Linked DNA regions of Pan troglodytes: all the other regions are linked to region 1. Evidence: chromatin contacts called from public Hi-C data. All regions are on one chromosome and are shown on one strand. Each heading gives the region's core, a stretch centred on a gene start, on an enhancer-like site or on the middle of the called end of the contact. The rest is flanking DNA. Distances are from core to core; before and after follow the strand shown. Region 1 has its middle 13 kb from the start of ACBD6. Region 2 overlaps XPR1 (xenotropic and polytropic retrovirus receptor 1). Region 3 overlaps XPR1 (xenotropic and polytropic retrovirus receptor 1).

Region 1 (4,702 bases), core at 891-3,390:
ATTCCTGATTTGCAAACTGTTCACTGAAATAAAGTCTCATATTTTTACTGCACTAAGTCAAATTGGCAGTATTTACCTAAGACATAATCTCCTAGGAAATCCATGACCTCTAATCCAACTCTTTAAGCACATTAGGAGGACTCTAGCATATAGGCAGATAAGCAGGTAGAGATATTAGACAGCATTATCTAATTTGCATAATCTGGAAGTTCATTTGACAACCTTCAAATAAAATAATTACAGAATTTTATTAAATGCACAAAAAGGAATCACAACAAGAAAACCAGAGTCTTGACCTTGGAGTCTTTGTGAAATCTGTATAATGAGCAAAATTTAATGAAAAACATCACATCTTCAAGTTCTCAGAAATAGGTATTTCCTACTAAAAATTAAGAAGAAGAAATGGGCCAGGCGTGGTGGCTCATGCCTGTAATCCCGGCACTGTGGGAGGCCAAGATGGGTGGATCGCTTGAGTCCAGGAGTTCAAGACCAGCCTGAGAAACATATCGCTACCCTGTCTCTACAAAAAATACAAAAATTAGCTGGGCGTGGTGGGATGCACCTGTGGTCCCAGCTACTCTGGAGGCTGAGGTGGGAAGATTTCTTGAGCCCAGGAGGTGGAGGCTGCGGTGAGCTGTGATAATGCCACTGCACTCCAGCCTGGGTGACAGGTTTCAGAGAGAAGGAGGAAGAAGAGGAGGAGGAGGGGGGGAGGAAGAGGAGGAGGAGGGGAGGAAGAGGAGGAGGGGAGGAGGAGGGGGAAATGGAAATGTCATTAACTTTGAAACCCCCTCAGCAGAGGCTGTTTGATGATGATGGACAACTTAACCCAGCATGAATAAGAAAGACTTCTGGGAAATGCGTTTGTGGGTTTACAAACTGACTTTAGAGATGTTATTTATCATTACATGATACAAATATAGGGGTAAATCAAATGCCACAAAGCCAAATAGGATTAGATTATAAAAGCCTAGCATTCTCTTAGACACCAGTCCTGAAGAGATTTCATTGTGCTTGATAAGTATGGAACCACTGAGGAAGGCAAAATTGGTGGACTCAATTAAGGGCATAGTGGCTAGCTGACTTCTGTCCACATTTGCAACATTTTTGTTGCTGTAAATGCAGTAGCTATTATATTAAATGTGTTCAGTGTGTATTTATTAGTAAATATATTTTTAAATTTTCATATTTTGACTTTCTAAAAATTAATCAACAATAACTTGTTAAATGCTGATACTGATCTTTCAGGTAATGTAATACAGTAAAAAGTACACAGACTGGGGAGTCTGATATCATCCTTGCCATTAAGTAACCTAAATTTTAGTTGGAAAAACAAAATTAGTGCTCATGATACAATTAGAAAATCCAGCAAGACTAAAATTAAGTACTAAATTTTGTGGTACAAACTGAAGTTAAATAATAATAGGATTTTTTAAGCTGGATATCCTCTCCATAAAAAGGTCTCAGTTGAGCCCCATTATTTTCCAGAAGAGGCCCCTAAATATTAGGTGACTTGCCTTAGGCCTTACATTTAGGTGAGTGACCAAGTGGATCTAACTCCCAGGTCTTCTAAGGAGTGTGGGCCTTTCATATCTACTAAAACACATTCTGCTCAATTGGCAGAAGGTGCTATTGAACTATTTGCAGATGCATTTGCAGTAAAGTTTTTTTTTTTTTTTTTTTTTAGAGACAAGGTCTCATTCTGTCATCCAGACTGGAGTGTAGTGACAAGATCATAGCTCAATGTAACTTTAAACTCCTGGCCTCAAGCGATGCTCCCGCCTCAGCCACCCAAAGCACTGGGATTACAGGCATGAGCCACTGAACCTGGCCTGAAGTAAAGATCTTTAAGGAAAGTCTCCCTGAACTTGAAGCTAAGAAACTGAAATTTTTTTATCCATTTCTGCAATATTTTTCTGGTTTCAGTTACTGGTTTGAAGAACAAAGGGCCTCAGTAAGACAGAATATATAATTTTATATTGTGCCTTCATAAAATATAATTTCTTTGCATGAAAAATGAGTCCCGTGAGTTTGAATTCCACTCTGGGTGGTTCAGGATTCCGGATATCCATCGTCTTCTGGGCACTGCCGGAGTGCAAGTGGAATATACATATTGACCAGATGATGGCGGCATGGAGCTAGGTTTGGGTTCTGCCCGTGTAACGGGCTGGCTGGATTATCTTTGTTCTTTGGGTCCTTAGGCTTAGGAAAGAGAGGCCTTGCACGTTGTATGGCACAGTAAATGGAACAAATTGTTTATGTAATTATATCTTTATTTTAAACAGCAGCCAAACCCTAATTGTGTTTCTTCTTTAGACTTAGAACCCAGGAACTGAGAGTAAAGACGAAAACAGGCTTTGTTAAGATGTGCTTGGTTTTAAAAAACATGCTCTGACAAGTCCACTTACTATTCTGAATGTTGTAACAATGAGAAATAAGGGTCATACAGTATAGGCTGAGATCAACTTAGCTCTGAACCTACATCATTACTCCCTTTGGATTGTTGTTTTTGCTTTTGTTTGGATTTTCTTTCCTTATGTATATATTAACATTTTTACCATTCCCCAGTTCCTGTGCCTCACCCTCTTCTCCCAAATATTTTGGGGAACTTTAAATTTAAAATTGACATTCTAAAATATGCACAAGAAGATGAAATGTTTAGCATGTATATGTTAACATATGTTTACTAAAGTTTAAAAACTGCAAATGAAAATATACTAAAAACTAAAATTTTTTATATGCTAAATTTTCTTTAAGTTTGTATTCATCAAAATATCCCTTCTTTGTTGATACTAATGTCCACAGCTGAGTATCATCCTGGGAAAAAACCACAGCTTTGATTAATTTTGTGGCATTTATGTTTGAAAGAGTTAATCAGACATCAGTCTTCAAAAGCTGGGAATGGTTTTTATCATCAAGAAAATCTGGTCAGGCATACACAATCAGATATAAACAATTTTGTTTATTTTACCTTAAGAACAGGAAATAACATTCAAATGGTTCTGAAGACATTCAAAAAATGTCTTTAGATTAAAAATAAAATTACCCATTTATTTTTCTGGTTGAAGTCTGATTATAAGTTTTAAATTTCTATTGCTTCAAATGTCATATGACTATGAATACCTTTAGGCCGTTATTTTGGCTGTAGAATTAAAGCTCTTTTCCCTCATCCTCCAGATGAGTCAAGAAAATAGTAACGTTTATTTGAGTGCATCAAATATGGCTTTGAAGTGACAGCACTTTAAACCTTACAGGCAGATATACCATCACACACACACACACGCACACACACACACACACACAGAACACTGGTTCTTTTAATTGGCCTGAATATTGATGTTTCTGCTTCTGATGTTTTTTTCATGATAACTTGTTTTTTTAAATAAACCATTATGAAAATTCTCAAACATATAGAAAAGTTGACAGAATAGTAAATGATCACTCATATTGAACTCACTTCCTGAATTCAACAATTGTTAACATTTTGCCACATTTGCATTATCTATCTACCAATATTTTTGATAAATGACTTGAAAATAAGTTGCAGACATTATGATATTTCAATCCTGAATTCTGTAGTATGTATCTTCTAAAAATAAATTCTATTATAGAGCCATAATATGACATTATCATACCTAAGAAAATTGACAAATATCATCTAGAATGCAGTCCTTTGTATTCAGATTTCCCATATTTCTTTTTTTGGGGGGCGGGGATGGAATTTCGCTCTTGTTGCCCAGGCTGGAGTACAATGGCGTGATCTCAGCTCACTGCAACCTCCACCTCCCAGGTTCAAATGATTCTCCTGCTTCAGCCTCCTGAGTAGTTGGGATTACGCCAGCCACCATGCCCAGCTAATTTTTGTATTTTTAATAGAGACGGGGTTTCACCATGCTGGCCAGGCTGGTCTCGAACTCCTGACCTATGATCCGCCCACCTCGGCCTCCCAAAGAGCTGGGATTACAGGTGTGAGCCACCACGCCCGGCCCAAATTTCCCATTTTTCAAAGAAAACTTTTAAATACACACACAGGCCAGACATGGTGGCTCATGCCTGTAATCCTAGCACCTTGGGAGGCCAAGGTGGAAGAACTGTTTGAGGTTAGGAGTTCGGGTCCAGCCTAGGCAACATGACGAAAACCAATCTCTACCAAAAAATATATGAATATATACAAAAATTAGCAGGGCATGGTGGCTCACACCTGTAGTCTCAGCTACTTGAGAGGCTGAGGTGGGAGGATCACTTGAACCCAGGAGGTTCAGGCTACAGTGAGCCATGATTGTACCACTACACTCCAGCCTGGGTGACAGAGCAAGACCCTGTCTCAAAAAAACTATATTTTTTCAAATAAAAATAAATGGCCAGATGCAGTGGCTCATGCCTGTAATCCCAGCACTTTGGGAGGTCGAGGCAAGTGGACTGCTTGACCCCAAGAGTTGAGAACAGCCTGGGAAACATGGCAAGACCCCTCTCTACAAAAAAATCCAAAAAATTAGCCAGGAATGGTGGCACGCACCTGTGGTTCCAGCTACTCAGGAGGCTGAGGTGGGAGGGATTGCTTGAGTCCCAGGAGGTTGAGGCTGCAGCGAGCTGCGATTGTGCCACTGCACTCCAGCCTGGGTGACAGAGCAAGACCCTGTCCCAAAATAAATAAATAAATACACACAAACACAAATTACATATGACTTATATATATATATAT
Region 2 (4,702 bases), core at 1,512-4,011, 350 kb after region 1:
AGCCCTTCTAATTGGTCTGTTTTCAGCTGTTCTTGTCTCCCTTTGATCTCTTCACCATTCAGCAGGACCTTTTTCAAACAAATCACTTTATTCTCCTGTTGTTCTCTCATTGTTCTCCATTAGACCTAAAATTTAAACTATGGGTTATAAGGCCCTCTGTGGGTGGGCCCTCTTCCACCCCTCCATCATTATCTCCTGCTATTTTAACCTCACTTATTCTTAGCCCCCACTGACCTTGCTGTTGTTTCCAACTTGCCTTTTTATACTTGCCATTTTCCTCTGCCTGGGATGCTTTCCTCCAGGATTTTTACATGACTTGCTTCTTTGTATCAGTCAGGTTTTCAATAGCTGCCATGTCTTCAAAGAAGCTTTCCCTAACCAGTCTTAATGATGGCATACTCTATTCCCTTGTCCTGCTTTATTTTCTTCACAGTACTTATCATTAGCCGATTGATTGTTTACTTGCTCATTGTCTGTCTCCACCACTAGAAATTACACCCCATAAGGGCAAAAAGGCTTTGAGTCATTCTGTGCCTTTACTGCCTTATGGCAGACATTCAGTAAATATTTTTCAAATAAGTTGAAAGAATGAGCACTCTAAAACTGCATTCCATAAGTCCCTCCCTTTTTCGTAGTCTAGTCTTGTTTCCCTTACCCCCCCACCACCACCTCCCCACAACACCATCTTTCCCTATTTTAATATTCAAGCCCTTAATTCTTTGTTTTTGTTTCCATGAGTGGAAACTTGATACCCTGGGAGGTTTACAGGTAGCAGAAGTATGTTACAATTTCATGAGTACTTTGATCTACCCCATTTTGCTAAGGCGATTTGTGTGGAACTTCTTCCGCCTGGAGAATGAACATCTGAATAACTGTGGTGAATTCCGTGCTGTGCGGGACATCTCTGTGGCCCCCCTGAACGCAGATGATCAGACTCTCCTAGAACAGATGATGGACCAGGATGATGGGGTACGAAACCGCCAGAAGAATCGGTCATGGAAGTACAACCAGAGCATATCCCTGCGCCGGCCTCGCCTCGCTTCTCAGTATGTATGGCTTCTACTTCTGTGAGGCATATTTCCTTTGAGTTTTAGCATTGGGTAGCATGTAAGCTAAAAAGCTATCAGGTTGAACCAAATGAAATTGCCAATACTCAGCCATTTTTCACCTACAAAAAAACAGTAATAAGCAGCAATTCCATATGATACAGCCTATGACTGTCTAAATGAGCACATAGAGTAAATGTCATCAATGCATAACCTAGTAATTTGGCACTAAAGATCCACTGTCTGGAGGAAAAGGTTGTTGGAGAGTGATTTATTAATACTTGACTCTTCTGTGTGTTGTGTATACAAATAATTTTTATGTTATAAACTTTAGGAATCCTGCCATCTATGCCTTGACCAAATGACTTAATTTCTGTTTTCTGCCCCTCATCTGTAAATTGAAATTAATATGGTTCTTGCTTATAGGGCGGTTAAGTGGATTATATTCATTATTACATAGAACTTGGACCAGTTCCCTCACAGAAAGAGCCTACTAAGAATAAACTATTACTATTTTTATCTTCTTATTAAATACCTACAACAATATTTTTATCAGTCATTGACTACGTATGTTGCTAAAAGTTACCATAAATGTACAGTATATGGTGACTGCATATGAAATTTAGAGACAATAGATAGCACAGTAGATTGGAATGAAGGAGGCTTAGGTTGAAGATGAACGGTTTTCTAAAGGATAAGGGAGTGAATAGACTAGAGACACAGTAAAGAACATAAAGGTAGAAATGAAGTGCAGAAAGAAAAACCATGTGACTAGAATTGTAGTAAGAATAATTTTGCTGAATAGATGAAGTATGATTGTAAAAGGCTGAAAATGCAAACTTGATCTTGTAGGCAGGAATGAGTCACAGATAATTTTTTTTTTTTGAGATGGAGTCTCGCTCTGTTGCCCAGGCTGGAGTGCAGTGGTGCAGTCTCCACTCACTGCAAGCTGCACCTCCTGGGTTCACGCCATTCTCCTGCCTCAGCCTCCCGTGTAGCTGGGACTACAGGCGTCCGCTACCACACGCAGCTAATTTTTTGTGTTTTTGGTAGAGATGGGGTTTCACCATGTTAGCCAGGATGGTCTCGATCTCCTGACCTCGTGATCCGCCCACATTGGCCTCCCAAAGTGCTGGCATTACAGGCATGAGCCACCGCACCCAGCCACGAGTCACAGAGAATTTTTCTGTAGAAGAATGACATTGTGAAAGTAGTATCCTAGGAAGTTTTAATAGCACTGTGTAAGATATATTAGGCAAGGGAAAACTCAAGGCCAGAAAGCCAGATGAAAAGCTATGCAGTACTTCAATGTATGGGGCAGTGAAAATTCAGATCAGGATGCTTACTGTTGGACCAGAAGGAACATAAGGAGATGTTTTGAAGGAAGTAAGAAACAGGAGGTAGTATCAGTAACTCATTGGATATAGAGGAGTAGAGTAGAACCTGCTGAACTTTAAATAGAGATTTGGAAGTTCTCTGAAGAAGGCAGAGAAAAGCAGAGAGCAGGGAACTGAGTCTTAATCCCTGGCTCAACCATAGTAGCCAGGGAACAAACACAGACCAGAGAAAAAAAGAAAATAAACAAAAGAGGCAGGAATAGTCAGGGAGGTAATAGGAAGAGCATCAAAACAAAGCATGGTAGGTGCTGTGATCCCAAGGAAGCAGAGTTTGAAGAAGCTGGGGCAGGGGAGCACTGAGTGGGTCAGTGAGATAAGTGCCACAAAGGGCTGGAAGAAAATGCTGAGTGTGATTGGTGACCTCATTGAGCTCCTGATTTTGAAGTCTAATTATCCTTGTTAGTTACCAGCAGAGGGCAATCTAAACATATACTATTTCTGCTTAAACAAGGGGCTCTTTGGCAATAGATTATTCTGTTCCATGTCAGGTGTTTAACGGAGAAACTCTGGGAAACCAGATTGCACCAAGAGTAAGACATTAGGAATGGAACAGTTGGTGTACAGCGGAGAGTGCAGGGAATCCAAAATAAGATCTGAGTTTCAGTACTGACTTTATCACTCATGCAACCTTTAGCATATCCTTAATGTGTGTGGTTTTTTTGTTTGTTTGTTTGTTTGAAACAGTATCTCGCTCCGTTGCCCAGGTTGGCTCAATGCAGCAGCACGATCATGACTCACTGCAGCTTCAACCTCCTGGGTTCAAGCACTCCTCCCACCTCAGCCCCCCAAGTAGTTGGCACTACACGCCTGCACCCCTCTGCCCAGCTAATTTTTTATTTTTTATAGAGACAGGGTCTTACTATGTTGCCCAGGCTAGTCTCAAACTCCTAGCCTCAAGAAGTCTTCCCTCCTTGGCCTCCCAAAGTGCTGGGATTACAGGCAAGAGCCACCACACTCAGCCACCTGATTTTATTGTTGGTATTTATAGTGGTAAATGGTTTATGTTGGGCTGAAATGTGCTTCACTGTAATTTCACTGTAACTTTAACAATTTGATCCTATTTGGGCTCTCTCACATAACTTATAATGAGTCTCCTCCCTCTTCTGCATTGTATGTTGTCAACTCTTTGAAGAGAAATAACTGTTATGCCTCTCCTTAGGTCTTCTCTTCTGCTGGCTAACTCTTTTGGTTTCTCATGTATGCCTCAAGTGGTGTTTTATCTCATCCTCATCATCCTTATCACAATTTCTTATATTTGTTTTTTGGAGGTTGGTTTTTTTTTTTTTTTTTTTTTGGAGACGTGGTCTCAGTCTGTCACCTAGGCTGGAGTGCAGTGGTGTGATCATACCTTACTGCAGCCTTGAACTCCTGGGCTGAAATGATCCTCCTTCCTCAGCTTCCTGAGTAGCTGGGGCTACAGGTGTGCACTATCATACCTGGCTTTTTTTTTTTTTTTTTTAAAGACAGGGTCTCACTGTGATGCCCAGACTGGTCTCAAACTCCCGGGCTAAGGCGATCCTCTTATGTCAGCCTCCCAAGGAGCTGGGATTACAGGAACCAGCCAGTTTCTTAAGTTTGTTTAATGCTTTTTTCATCCATGTTCTCACTTGATATGCATACTGTCTCCATGAGGTGAAAGTGGTATTCAGTGAAATCGGTGTTATCATTCCTGCCTTACAGAGATAGAAACGGGCACTCAAAGGGTTAAATAGATGCATCATAAAATCAAAGTCAGGTGGCCAGGTGCAGTGACTCATGCCTGTAATCCTAACACTTTGGGAGGCCAACACGGGCAGATTACCTGAGGTCAGGAGTTTGAGACCAGCCTGGCCAACATGGTGAAAGCCCATCTCTACTAAAAATACAAAACTTTGCCAAGCGTGGTGGCACATGCCTGTAATCCCAGCTACTCAGGAGGCTGAGGCAGGAGAATTGCTTGAGCCTGGGAAACGGAGGCTGCAGTGAGCTGAGATTATGCCACTGCACTCCAGCCTGGCGACAGAGCGAGACTCTGTCTCAAAAAAAAAAAAAAAAAAAAAAATCAAAGTCAGTACTCAAACCCAGATCACTACCTTCTGCGTTGCACATACCCTGCCATTGTTCTTGTTACCTTCCTCTGGTTGTGATCTAGTTTCTTAGTGTTTTTCCAATAGTATCTGAAATTGAATAGGAAACTCTAGAATAATCCATCTGGTACAGCAGGTAGCCCCTGTTTAGGATGTATGTTTAATGATGGTAAGACTGGAAATGTGTCTAATA
Region 3 (4,702 bases), core at 1,152-3,651, 330 kb after region 1:
ACAAAACATCTTCAATGTATCAGGCACGACTAGATGCTAGGCATACATAGATGAACAAAACATATCTTGCCTTTAAAACCTCCTCTTGGAGCTCACAGTTTGGTAAGGGAAATAGACTAATTACAATAGAACATGGAAGTGCAATAATACTATATTATCAGTATTGTATAGGGTATAAGGTGGTTTCAAAGAGGAAGTGGTTAACTCAGTGAAGGTTTTGAGGAACAGTCAAGTTTTGTGTTTTTTTTTTTAATTAAACATTTTGTTTTGAGATAATTGTAGAATCACATGCATGGCAAGAAGTAATGCAGAGAGATCCCATATACCCTTTGCATAGTTTCCCCAGTGGTAACACTTTACAAACATAGTACAATATCACAGCCAGAATATTGACATTCATACAGTCAAGATACAGAACATTTCCATCACCACAAGGATCCCTCCTGTTGCCTTTTTTGCACAGTATTCCCCCGACCCTATCCATACCTTCACTTTCTGCAGTTTTACTTATCGGTGGTCAACCACAGTCTGAAAACTTTATGCTATTTTGAGAGAGAAAGAGACCACAGTCACATAACTTTTATGGTTTTCGTTTTGTTTTTTGAGACAGGGTCTCACTCTGTCACCCAGGCAGGAGTGCAATGGTGTAATCTCAGCTCACTGCAGCCTTGACCTCTTGGGCTCATGCAGCCCTCTCACCTCAGCCTCCTGAGTAGCTAGGACTACAGGTGTGCGCCACCACACTGGTTTAATTTTGTTTATTTTTTGTAAAGGTGAGGTCTCCAACTCCTGGACTGAAGCAATCCTCTCACCTCGGCCTCCCAAAATGTTGGGATTACAGGCGTGAGCCACCACGTCCAGCCTTCCACATAACTTATTACAGTATATTATGATTGTTCTGCTTTATTATTATTGCTAGTCTCTTGCTGTGCTTAATTTATAGATTAAACTTTATCTATAAATTTTATAATATAAATATTATAAAATTTTATAATATTTATAGATACATTTCATTTATCTATAAAATGAAACATGGATAGCAGTACTATCCATGGTTTCAGGCACCAACTGGGGGTTTTGGAATGTATCCCCCACAGATTGCAATGGTGCAATCTCAGCTTACTGCAACCTCCACCCGTTGGGTTCAAGCAATTCTCATGCCTCAGCCTCCCAAGTAGCTGGAATTACAGGCGCACACCAAGCCCAGTTAATTTTTGTATTTTTAGGAGAGACGGGTATTCGCCACGTTAGCCAAGCTGGTCTTGAACTCCTGACCTCAAGTTTTCCACCCGCCTCGGCCTCCCAAATTACTGGGATTATAGGCATGAGCCACTGCGCCTGGCTTCTTTTCATTTTTTAAATTCAACCTATTTTCTTTCTTGTTCAGGTTAGGAAATTTCTATTCTATCTTTCAGTTGCCAGTTCTTTCCTCTGTCCCTTCTATTATTCTGTTAACAGTGAGTTTTATTTCAGTTATTGTATTTTTGGCTTCTAATATTTCTATTTGGTTCTTTTTTGTGTTTCCTGTATCTTTGGTGAGACTGTTTCTTTGCTAAGGCATTTTTATCATAGCTGCTGTGAGATCTTTGTCCAGTAATTCCAACATCTCTATCATCTCAGTTTTGACATCTTTGATTGTCTTTTCATTAAGTTTGAGATCTTCCTTGTTCTTCGTATGACTAGTGATTTTTTAAATTGAAAACTGGACAGTTTGGGTATTTTGTTATTAGACTATAGACACACACACACACACACACACACACACACACACACACACACACCCCTACCTCTTAATTATCCTTTGGATTGAGAACATTTCCTGCTTTTGCATGGTATTGCTAGCTGCTAACTGAGAGCTTTGGCAGCCTTACCTTCTGTGGCACAAATAATAGTGCATTCGTGTGTTTGTTTGTTTTTTTTTTGTATTTTGTTGTATTTTGTTCGTTTTTCTTGAAATCAGTGGGAATTATCTGTGGTGATATTACACACAATTTTTTTAATGTCTCGTAAGTGTAATACAGTTAAAACAGCTATAGGAATCATTAGGCATGCAGAAAGCAGCAACTTTTAAGCATCATTGTGACACTCATTGAATTAAAAGCAGCTGTGTTTTGTTGTAAAGGAAAAAAATGATGTCTACAAAATGTTAGAACAATGCCATTAAAGGTTGTATCTAAAAGGCAAGGAAAGTTTAATAGGGGTTTTGCTTTATCTATTTTTAGCTCTCAGGAACTTATCCTCATATAAGTCTGTTGCTTAACTTTTTCACATTCAACTTATTAACAAAAGACCATGAGATTGGCAGAGGAAGCAAAAGGAAAGCTTTATTTCCTGTAAAGGATTACAATCTGCACGTCAGGAAACTAAGCTTCCAGCCAAAACCAAATACATAGGCTTCAGTTACAAAGGGGAGAGGTTGGAATTTATCCCCAGTGGGGTTAGCTCCGCATACATATTTAGCAGGTTATAGGAGAATTTATGAATATTTATGAGGGAAACCAAATGTGTGGTGAGTAAACATATATGTTACATATGTCCCATGTTCACTTTGGAGTAGGCAGTTAACATTAAAGTGAAGTGAAATTCGGCTCTTTGTGTCAAAAGGTGAAACACAGAGCAGAGCACAGAGGCATCTTGTGCTCAGTCTCTGTGGACCAGCCAGAACCAGTCTGTGATCAGCAGTCATTTATCAAAAAGGAATGCTTTGTAAGGCTAGTCACCTATTGTGGCAAAAGCACGATAAGGGAGGGGAGTTTGGCCACAGTGTCAGATGGTCTGTTGAGGTTGGGGAAGAAATCTTGCACACATTGTTTTTAGGGACTGGTTTCTGTTTAATTATAGGAAAGAAAGTCTTGGCGGCTGATAATGAGATAAGGGAATGTGGAGGTGTGACTGACCTCCTGCCTTTGTCAAAGCCTTAGAATCTGGTTTTAAAGTTTTCTGTTTGCCACAGCTGTCCATTTCATTTTGCCTGGAGGGCCTAGGAGCTACAAACTTAATAGGTGTTTTCAGGGACACATTATATGTGTAGGCTGCCCAGAGACTATGTTGCCTTTCCCAAGTATTTGTTGGAAGGTAAAGCATTGTGCAGAAAATACAAAAATGAGTGAAACATAGCCTCAATTCAGTTTGGCAAATATTGATTAAGCCCCTACTATGTCCAGCATGGTACATGGGCCCTAGAAAAATGCTGATGTGAGATCTTTCTGTGAAAGACATTACAATTTAATGGAAAAGACAAATATATATTCAATTTGCTCTACTCTAAAGTTAAATTCTTTTCACAATGCTAGATAGAATACAATATTACAGGAAAGAAAAAAATTGTGTATATACAGAATGAAAGACAGTATAAGCACAAGCAAAATGTTTTGTGAAAAGAATGTCATAGGAAGGAGAGATTAACTTTTTTCTAAACTTTAATGTATTTTGTCCTTTGTTAACATATTATTAAATTTATCTCAAAAATGTTAACTTGAAAAGGGGTTTTTACAGCTGGGCACAGTGGCTCACACCTGTAATCCCAGCACTTTGGGAGGCCCAGGAGGGCAGATTATGAGGTCAGGAGATCGAGACCAGCCTGGCCAACATGGTGAAACTTCATCTCTACTAAAAATACAAAAATTAGCCGGGTGTGGTGGTGTGTGCCTGTAGTCCCAGCTATTTGGGAGGCTGAGGCAGAAGAATCACTTAACCCAGGAGGTAGAGGTTGCAATGAGCCGAGATCATGCCACTGCTCTCCAGCCTGGCGACAGAGCGAGACTGTGTCTCAAAAAGAAAAAAAAAAAAAAAGCGGGGGGTGGGGGGACGGTTTTACTATAACTTTCATTGCTTTTCTCAGCTCCTAACTCAGCCTTTTCCTCTTTATTCTTACAGACCACCTTGTCTCCTACTAGCTTAAGAAAATTGAGGCTATCAGGAATCATTTTCCTTCAGCTACCTTCTCCCTACATACTTATTTAATCTAAATCCCTTTTTACTGTATTTTCCCCAGTCTAAAGTAACAAGGTGTCCTTCCTCCTGTGCACTGCTCTAATTTCCCCTTGTCCCAGGATCTAGCTCTGGCAGTTGTCCCTTGTTTTTCCCAAATCTTCAAACTGTTTGTCATTACTGGCTCCTTCCTTCTAGCCTGTGTACATGCTTAAGAGTCCCCTACTCTAAAAAGATTTCCCTTACCTCATTAAGCCATCGGGTCTAGTCTTTTTTCCTTTTCTCTATCCTACATCTCAAAACAGTAATCTATCTATTCTTATTCTTACTGTCTCCATTCCTATAACCACAATAACTCTATAGTAATTAACACATATTTAGAAACCTTGAAATGTAAACAAACATAGAATTAGAATTTAAATTTTTTAAGAGATAAAGAGAAGCTCTGTAACATTTCAGAGAGTTCTCATCTCTTTGAGTCTTTGGTATTAAAAAAAAAAAAAAAAACTGGAAATAAACTCAACCAAGTGTAGTCAAACACAGTGTGATTCCCCTTATAGATGGAAGACTTATTTCTCATTGTAGCCTGTCCTTTTCATAGAAAGAGCTTCTAAATTATTTTGATGGTTGCAACTACTGTCTGTGTGACTCCCCAGTCTGTATCTGAAGCTTTTTAGTTTTTTCCAGTTGTTTTCTGGGCTTCCTCCACCTCGATGTTTCATAAGTACCTTAAAGTCAACACGTCAAAAAATAAACTCATTTTTTTTCCTAA

What was found. A called contact is a pair of places that touch in the nucleus more often than the background predicts.
Region 2: a Hi-C map of stem cell-derived neural progenitor cells shows a contact between it and region 1, with 6 times the contacts expected there. The contact joins two enhancer-like sites. A contact is called at or near these places in 4 of 7 Hi-C or Micro-C datasets (blood, induced pluripotent stem cells and stem cell-derived neural progenitor cells) and 1 of 1 other capture datasets (stem cell-derived neural stem cells).
Region 3: a Hi-C map of stem cell-derived neural progenitor cells shows a contact between it and region 1, with 6 times the contacts expected there. The contact joins two enhancer-like sites. A contact is called at or near these places in 5 of 7 Hi-C or Micro-C datasets (blood, induced pluripotent stem cells, a lymphoblastoid cell line and 1 more) and 1 of 1 other capture datasets (stem cell-derived neural stem cells).

What each region holds. Positions count from the first base shown.
Region 1 is chr1:68,605,504-68,610,205 of NHGRI_mPanTro3-v2.0_pri, reverse strand. No RefSeq gene overlaps it. Among named protein-coding and RNA genes, the nearest start is that of ACBD6, 13 kb to the left of the region's middle. Within about 2 kb of position 2,140, at least 2 of the 24 cell types and tissues checked have an H3K27ac peak or open chromatin away from gene starts, as enhancers often do. A contact at or near this core is called in stem cell-derived neural progenitor cells, where this site is marked.
Region 2 is chr1:68,251,315-68,256,016 of NHGRI_mPanTro3-v2.0_pri, reverse strand. It overlaps XPR1 (xenotropic and polytropic retrovirus receptor 1), which reads left to right. Exons shown (of 15, transcript XM_524986.9): 14 at 825-1,046. Among named protein-coding and RNA genes, the nearest start is that of KIAA1614, 30 kb to the right of the region's middle. Within about 2 kb of position 2,761, at least 7 of the 24 cell types and tissues checked have an H3K27ac peak or open chromatin away from gene starts, as enhancers often do. A contact at or near this core is called in stem cell-derived neural progenitor cells, where this site is marked.
Region 3 is chr1:68,272,675-68,277,376 of NHGRI_mPanTro3-v2.0_pri, reverse strand. The region is part of intron 11 of XPR1 (xenotropic and polytropic retrovirus receptor 1); the gene reads left to right. Among named protein-coding and RNA genes, the nearest start is that of KIAA1614, 52 kb to the right of the region's middle. Within about 2 kb of position 2,401, at least 2 of the 24 cell types and tissues checked have an H3K27ac peak or open chromatin away from gene starts, as enhancers often do. A contact at or near this core is called in stem cell-derived neural progenitor cells, where this site is marked.